2 separate regions of the Mus musculus genome follow, and region 1 is linked to region 2. Evidence: chromatin contacts called from public promoter capture Hi-C data. All regions are on one chromosome and are shown on one strand. The core of a region is the stretch at or near the end of the contact, and the rest is flanking DNA. Distances in the headings are between cores, read along the strand shown. Region 1 holds the start of Rcn1 (reticulocalbin 1). Region 2 holds the start of Commd9 (COMM domain containing 9).

Evidence for each region. Promoter capture Hi-C pulls out the DNA fragments that hold promoters and counts their contacts.
Region 1: a contact with region 2 is called in a promoter capture Hi-C map of liver, with 3 times the contacts expected there. The contact joins the promoter of Rcn1 here to the promoter of Commd9 in region 2. A contact is called at or near these places in 2 of 39 promoter capture datasets (liver and pre-B cells).

Annotation. Positions count from the first base shown.
Region 1 is chr2:105,397,738-105,401,187 of GRCm38.p6, forward strand. It overlaps Rcn1 (reticulocalbin 1), which reads right to left and starts at 1,582. Exons shown (of 6, transcript NM_009037.2): 1 at 1,233-1,582. The coding sequence starts at 1,468.
Region 2 is chr2:101,884,888-101,888,513 of GRCm38.p6, forward strand. It overlaps Commd9 (COMM domain containing 9), which reads left to right and starts at 1,375. Exons shown (of 6, transcript NM_029635.3): 1 at 1,375-1,432. The coding sequence starts at 1,382.

The DNA of each region.
Region 1 (3,450 bases), core at 332-2,831, 3.5 Mb after region 2:
AAGCCAGAGGCCCTAAGCCTAAGTGTTTCCAGTTCATAACTCCCTTCTCCTCCTCTTTTCTAAGATAATGCAGAATGGCTGCAACCAGGGACCCCAGAATAAATCAGTCTCCAGGCCTCAGAGCAGTACAATGGTGTGAATTTATCAATGGTCCCTATTGTTAAAAGTCCCAAAAAAGAAGAGAAAGTGCTTCCCTACCAAATAAAGGACACTGTTTGGAGGTGACTTTGAAGTCCAAAGGTCTTTTTTATCACAACAGGCAGGTATTCACCTACACAATGGGTATCATTAATCCTGTCCTGCTGAATGCCCTGGCCCCTTTGTCGAACAGAGATGGCTGTGTTCTTTTCAACTGTAGCAGAACTCGAAGATCCTCCTCCCCCAGGAGCAGGTTCTGGAAGCTCTGGTGGCCCACAGGGAGGATGGCTGTGTTCCTCCACAGCCCTGCCTTCACCTGGTCCTCACTAGCTCCTAGTCCCTCTGCACAACGGTCAAGTGTCTCCTGGGCACCAGGGTAGGGGTACTGAGATGATGCCCGGGTTTGTTTCCTGATTCCAGGCTAAACTCACAAAGCCCCACCATAGCCATTTTGCAGGTTTTCTTTTTTTCTCGCCCCCTCCGCCCCCAATCAGTTGCCAAAAAGCTGAGTGCTTCTTCACCCATAATGCTGGGAGCAGAGGCCAAAGAATCCGTTTCCAGCTCTGTACCTCTTGCTCCAATGAGCCCCTTTAAAAACCTGATTTCTGGGATGACTGGTCAGAGGACAAGAACATCCAGCCTGATTTAGAGACAGGCCAAGAACAAGCCTCTCCATCTCTTACACATTTGTTTGATCTTGAGATGTTTTTAAGCAAGTCTCAAGTGCCTCTCTCTGGACTATGGGAAAGAACCAGGTACTAAAAGGCCACAGCCAACAAACTCTGGCTCACTCCAGTCACTTCTGCTGAAACCTAGATGAGGGGGCGGGCCCTCTCGCTCCCTGCTCCGGAGGCCTCTGCCACGTTCTCGCCTCCCTGTGGGAAGCTATCCCGGCCGGGTGTGGTGGCGACCTCCACACGGGGGTCTGAGCGCCCGCTGGCAACTTTGTGCCTCTGAGCCTCAGCTCTGGCCTCGCCCCTGAGACCAACTGGCGCGATTTCGCTTTCGCTTTGCGCTTGTGGTCCCGCGTGGCTCCCTCTGAGGTGGCCATGGGCCCCTGCGTGGTCCCCGGGCGGCCCGGGCCGCAGCCTCACCCCAGCCTCTCCTTGCTCTCGTCCGGGCTTAGCTGATCGAAGGTCTTGGAGTCCTCCTTGCCCAGGAAGGCCTCATGATCGTACTGGAAGCTCTGGTTGTCCTCGGGCGGCCGCTCGCCCAGCTCTGAGTCCGGCCGAACCACGCGCTCCTTGCGCACCGTGGGCTTGGCCCGCAGCGCCAGCACCAGCGCCAGCAGCAGCCCCAGGGCGAGTCCCAAGCGGCCACCGCGCGCCATGGTCGCGAGCAAAGGGAGGCTGCGGGGCAGTGGGGGCTCACAGCGCCGCTGCCGCTGTCCCCTCCCCAGCGAGGGGCGCGCCCGGCTGGCTCGAGGAGGCTCGGGCCGCCCCACTCACGCGCCCATTGGCCACGGCGCCGCCGGGGGAGGCTGGGGCCGCGGAGCCACGTCGCCAGCCAGGGTGGTGGGCGCCGGGCTCCGGTTTCGCTTCGGCCCCTCCCCGCTATCTCGTTGCGAGGGGCGGGTCCAGATGATGGGGGTTGCGGACTGGAGGGTTCTCTGCAAGACCGGAAAGAAGTACTTTGAGAAAATGCAACAGATGTTTTGGGGTGATAGCTCGTCTTCGCTTTTAGAAAAGCAGCGCTTCCACTCAGCTTCCAGCTGACAGCCCGAACTTCAGCCCAAGGCTGGCCCAGAGATGAACATTTAAGTCCGGTTAACAATTTGCATTGTGGTTAGGAGAGCACTTGAGTCTGGAAGGAGGCCAGGATGGGCGTGGTCCCCTAGGTTAGGGAGAAGGCAATCTTAACATCCATGGGATAACACCAGAGGACTGTGGGAGGAGACGGGGTGAATAAGGAGAAGTTCTTTCAAGCTCCTATGGGAGAGAGGCAGAAAGGCTTCCTAAAAGAAGCAGAGATATCATATAAAGCTTTCGTTTCTGAATGTTGGCAAGCCATTTTTACAAACCTACTATCTGTCTCAAATCCTATCAGCGTATTAAATCCGAAATAATGATACCAGTTAGTGATGGTCTGTATTATATAACTTTCTACAGCGAAGGAAATGTTCTCTATATGGCCACTGAATACTTGACATGGAGCCGGTCCAAAGCCAATAGTTGAGCTTAAATGTAAATAGCCACGCGTGGCTAGTGTCTAACAAACTGAGAATGCCCGTCTGAACCTTTTACTCTTCACAAAAATGCATGTAAATGTCAGAGGGTCGACGAATCTTTTAAAGAGTCCCAGGAAACTGTGGTTGAAGAGAGAAGCCTCCTCCTAACCCCAGCCCTAAAAGCTGCAAAACCACCTGTTCACCCCCACCTTTCTAACATTCTGAAGAAAAGGTCAGCTTCTCGCCCTTACAGTAAGGAAACCAAGACATTATAGCACAGAAGCAAGAATCTTTCTATTAAGATCATTTTCGGTCAACCAAATAAGATGATGAGCCTGATACACATAAGCATTTATGGCTGCCTTAGGATTTTACTGCTGTGAACAGACTCCATGACCAAGGCAGCTTGTATAAGGACAACATTTCATTGGGGCTGACTTATAGGTTCAGAGGTTGAGTCCATTATCATTAAGGTTGGGAGCATGGTAGCATCCAGGCAGACATGGTGCAGGAGGAGCTGAGAGTTCTACGACTTCATCTGAAGGCTGTTAGGAGAAAACTCTCTTCTAGGCAGCTAGGATGATGGTTTTAAAGCCCACACCCACAGTGACACACCTACTCCAACAAGACCACACCTACTCCAACAGGACCAAATTTTCTAATAGTGCCACTCCCTGGGCCAAGCATATGCAAACCAGGGCATAATGAAAACGAGCCAGCCAGGGTTCTACAGAGTATACATAACATAGTAGGCCAATCAAGGAGGGTTTCCTGGACTGATAGAAACTGAGGTAAAGGTAAAGGGTAAGCCAAGCAGAGCGATGGGCCTATTCGAGAGGTCCTGTGTTAGCTGGCAGAGGACAGTGCAGCTGGGAGTGATGCTCTGTGACCTTGGACAACCTCTTCTAGATGTCAGGGAGATGGGGGCCGGGGAAGAGGGGACCCAGTGTTTGATGGATCCAGTGTTCCTCCATTGATTTTCCATTGGGATAAGAAGTGCTATATTTGAAACTAGAAAAGTGTCAACTGTTGGTAAATTGGTGTGGACTTGTAGCCAAGGAAACACAGTACTGTGAGGATGCTCCCTTGATGGTTAATCAAGCTTCTAGTGGGCAGTTCCCAGATGCAAAGAGAGACCCCAGGGA
Region 2 (3,626 bases), core at 125-2,624:
GCCCCATCTGGATGTCAGCTTTCCCTAGTAGCTGGCAAACAGTAGTTAGTACCTCATTCTGGAAGCTCACAGCCTGCAGCCACTTTGAATCAAGACATGGAAAGGCTACACCTAAAGACTTATACAATATTTCAAAGCCAGAAAGCCTGGGATGGCTCAGTTGAGTTGTTATGCTTTCAATTTCTCAAGTGCATTGGTTACTGGTGTGTCACTGTGACAGGAACTAGATGGAAACAACTTAGAGGAGGAAGATTTATTCTGGTTCATGGTTTCAGAAGTTGTAGTCCAACATGGCAGAGCAGGGTGGCAATAATGTACAGCCAAGACTTCTTACACAGCAGCAGACAAGACACCATGCAATCAGGCCAGAACCAGAAGCAGCATAACCCCCAAAGGCCTGCCACTAGAGACCTTCACTAGCAAGGTCCCAGATCCTAAGGGTTCTAACATTCAGCAGTCCCACAAAGCTAGGGTCCAAGTGACCACAGGATGAACCTGCAAAACAGATTTCAGACTCAACCCATAGCAAGGTTGTAGTTAAGCCTTTGACCCAGCGACTGCCACTTTCAGACTCTCTGAAGACTGGAGGGTCTGCCTCTGAGGAAGGTGTTGGCAGGTCTTGCTGCATGACCCTCAACACTCAGTTTTAAGGGAAAGAATGCAGACAGAAGAGACCGTGCCGGAGGTGCACAGAGCTAAGATAGTCAATATCTTCACACGCCTTCTTCCTTTCTAACCCCTTTCCTAATCAGCTGCCCTTCAAACCAGACCTCTTCTTGGACCACAGGAAAGTTACTAAGAACCCTAAGTGACTTAGCTTGACTGTCTGGATAAGGCTAGTTACAAAGGCTCCTATCTCTCCACAAACAGAGAAGAAACTATATGCCTTGAAGCGTTGTTTTTTGTTTTTTGTTTTTTTTGTTTTGTTTTGTTTTTAGGGAGTACTGCAGGCATGTGAGCGTGTGTGTGTGTGTGTGTGTGTGTGTGTGTGTGAATTCCAAGAATTCAAATAGGCAAAGCTTCATTTAAATCCAGATGGTGAGTAGGCCGATCTCTTCTGGGCATCTAAGTTGCCAAGGTGTCTGCCAAGTCTGCAGGTGCATTCACCAGATCAGCCAGCCTACCCAGAGGGGCAAAGGCAAAACCAGTTTCCCTGACCTAGGATGTCCAGCCAGTTGTTCCCTGGAAATCATTCTATATCCGAGTTCTCTCAGTATCTCAGCCCTCTGGTCTTTGAGCTTAGTCATACAGGAGGAAGACTTCCTGGTTCTTTGCACGCCGTTCCCGCCAGCCACGGTGAAGAACTACAACTCCCAGCATGTCCTGCGAGGGGTCACGAGGCACGCTCCGCTTGCTCCGGCTGTCACGTGACTCCAGAAAGATGGCGGCCTTGACAGCAGAGCATTTCGTGGCGCTCCAGAGCCTACTGAAGGTATCTTGAAGGGGTGGGGACGCGTGCGGCCACCGTCTTAGGGTCTGGGACTTGGTGCAAAGCAAGAATTGGGAATAAACCGGCCCTGACTTGGAGCATTGTCCCACTCCCACCCTACCCGCCGCGCGTCAGTGCTTCTTTGTGTGACCCTGAGAAAATCGTTCAGCCTTTCTGAGCTTTTAAACAGGAGCAACAAAATTAATCACGCCCAGATATTAAGGTGGAAGTAAAAATCAGATAGTCGATGTAAATACACCCAAGAATTAGTGACCACGAGTGGTTTTATAGATTGGAGCACTTGGGTGACAGTCACCAGTTCCCATTTCATCCCAGTCTTTACGCCTCTCTCAGGGAAATTCTCTCCTTCTTGTCACCCTAGTACTTCTAGGGACGTCATAAAGTTTGAGTTACTCCTTAGAAGGGTGGCTTTGCATTCCCTCTTAGGACTTATTACTAGTGTGCACACACCATGGATGTCTTTGTGTTCTCTTCTGAGGAACATGATTTCTGTTTCTTCTTGTTTTCCTTTCTTCTCTCTTATCCAGTTGAAGATCAGAAATGATCCTCGTGACACTGTCATTATAAGTCACACATATAATGCCCTTTCCGTTATCCATCTTCCTAGTGTGCATTTGCTCAGTCCACTCCTGAGCACTTTGACTTCATTGTTCACAAGCCTATGCCAACAAGAACAAGACCTGGCACCCAGTATGTGCCGAAGAAATAGCTATGAAGGGCTTTAGTATAGTGGAGCTGTGACTAGGATCCAAGAGTTCTCCTTAGCAGCTTTTTCTCTTCCTTGTGGTTGATTTAAGCCATTCCTTTTCCATGCTTGCTTGTCTTGGGACATTTTCTTTTCCTTGGTAAGTTTTGGAAAATAACATATAGCATACTGAAATCATTAGTAATTCCCTTAATGACTACACACTCATGTAGCCAACACCAGACCACAGACTGAGACACCAGTACCCCCAGTGCCTCCCTGGTTACTTACTTCACTTGCCTTCCCAACAGTGCATAGCTTCGGACACCATGTACTATTACTCAGTCTCTGAACTCCACAGAAATGGAACACTTCTTCATATCAGTGTTCACATCTGGCTTCCAGTCATGATTGTAGCAATAGCTCATTTTCACTGCTCTATTGTTTAAATACACTTTATTAAAAGCTAACTATAATATCTCCTGTAGTTGTGGGAAATAATGCAGAGAGATTTTTGTCCCATGTTCCTTAATGGTGACTTCCTGGATATCTACAGAACAATATCACAGTTGGGGTATTTACATTGATCCAGTAAAGCTCCAAGGCATAGCTATCTATGTAAGACCCCTGGGTTGACATCTTACAGCCAAGCTCACTTGCAGTTGGCCTCCAGAATTCCTTGACACTTCAACATTCTTGTATCATTAGTTTTCATTTCAAGAACGTTTGTAAATCTTGGTGTAGATGATGTTTGTGGATTGGCTTTCCTCACTAAGCCTAATTCTCAAGCTGTAGATCGAAACCCCTTTGTGGTTGCATATCAGTTTTCCTGAATAGCAGATATTTACATCACGATATAAACTATGAAATAGCAATAAAATAATGTTATGGTTGGGGTCACCACAACGTGAGGGACTGTATTAAAGGGTTGCAGCATTAGGAAGACCGAGAGACCACTACTCCAGAGAGAATCATACAAATCATAGGTATTCACAATTGCTTCCTTTTTATTTCTTCGAAGTATTCTGTAGTGTATTCTATTTGTTTGCTCATTGGTCTGTTGAAAAAGGCATAAAGAGTACTTCTAGTACTCAGCTTTACAGATGAAGTTCCTAGGCCATCTGGAAATTATACGATTTAAAGACATCTCCAAACTTTTCCAGAGTACCTGCTCTACTTTACACGTATATTTGTATCAGCATCAACATTTGGGGTTGTCAGTATATCCTATCTGAATCATTCTGATAAGTGTTTCTCGGCTCTGTGTGTGTCTACATTTGTGTTTGTGGGTGTGGACATGTGGTCAGAGGACAAGCTCCGGTGTCAGTTCTGCCTTCAGTCTTGCTGGAGGTTTTCTCATCCTTTACTGCAACATGCACCAGGCTTATGCCCGTGAGCTTCTTAGAATTCTCTTTCTGCTTATTATTTTCAGACGGGGCCTTAGGACTTCAGGCATGTGCCCTACTTAAGCTTTTGTGTGTCTTCTGGGGA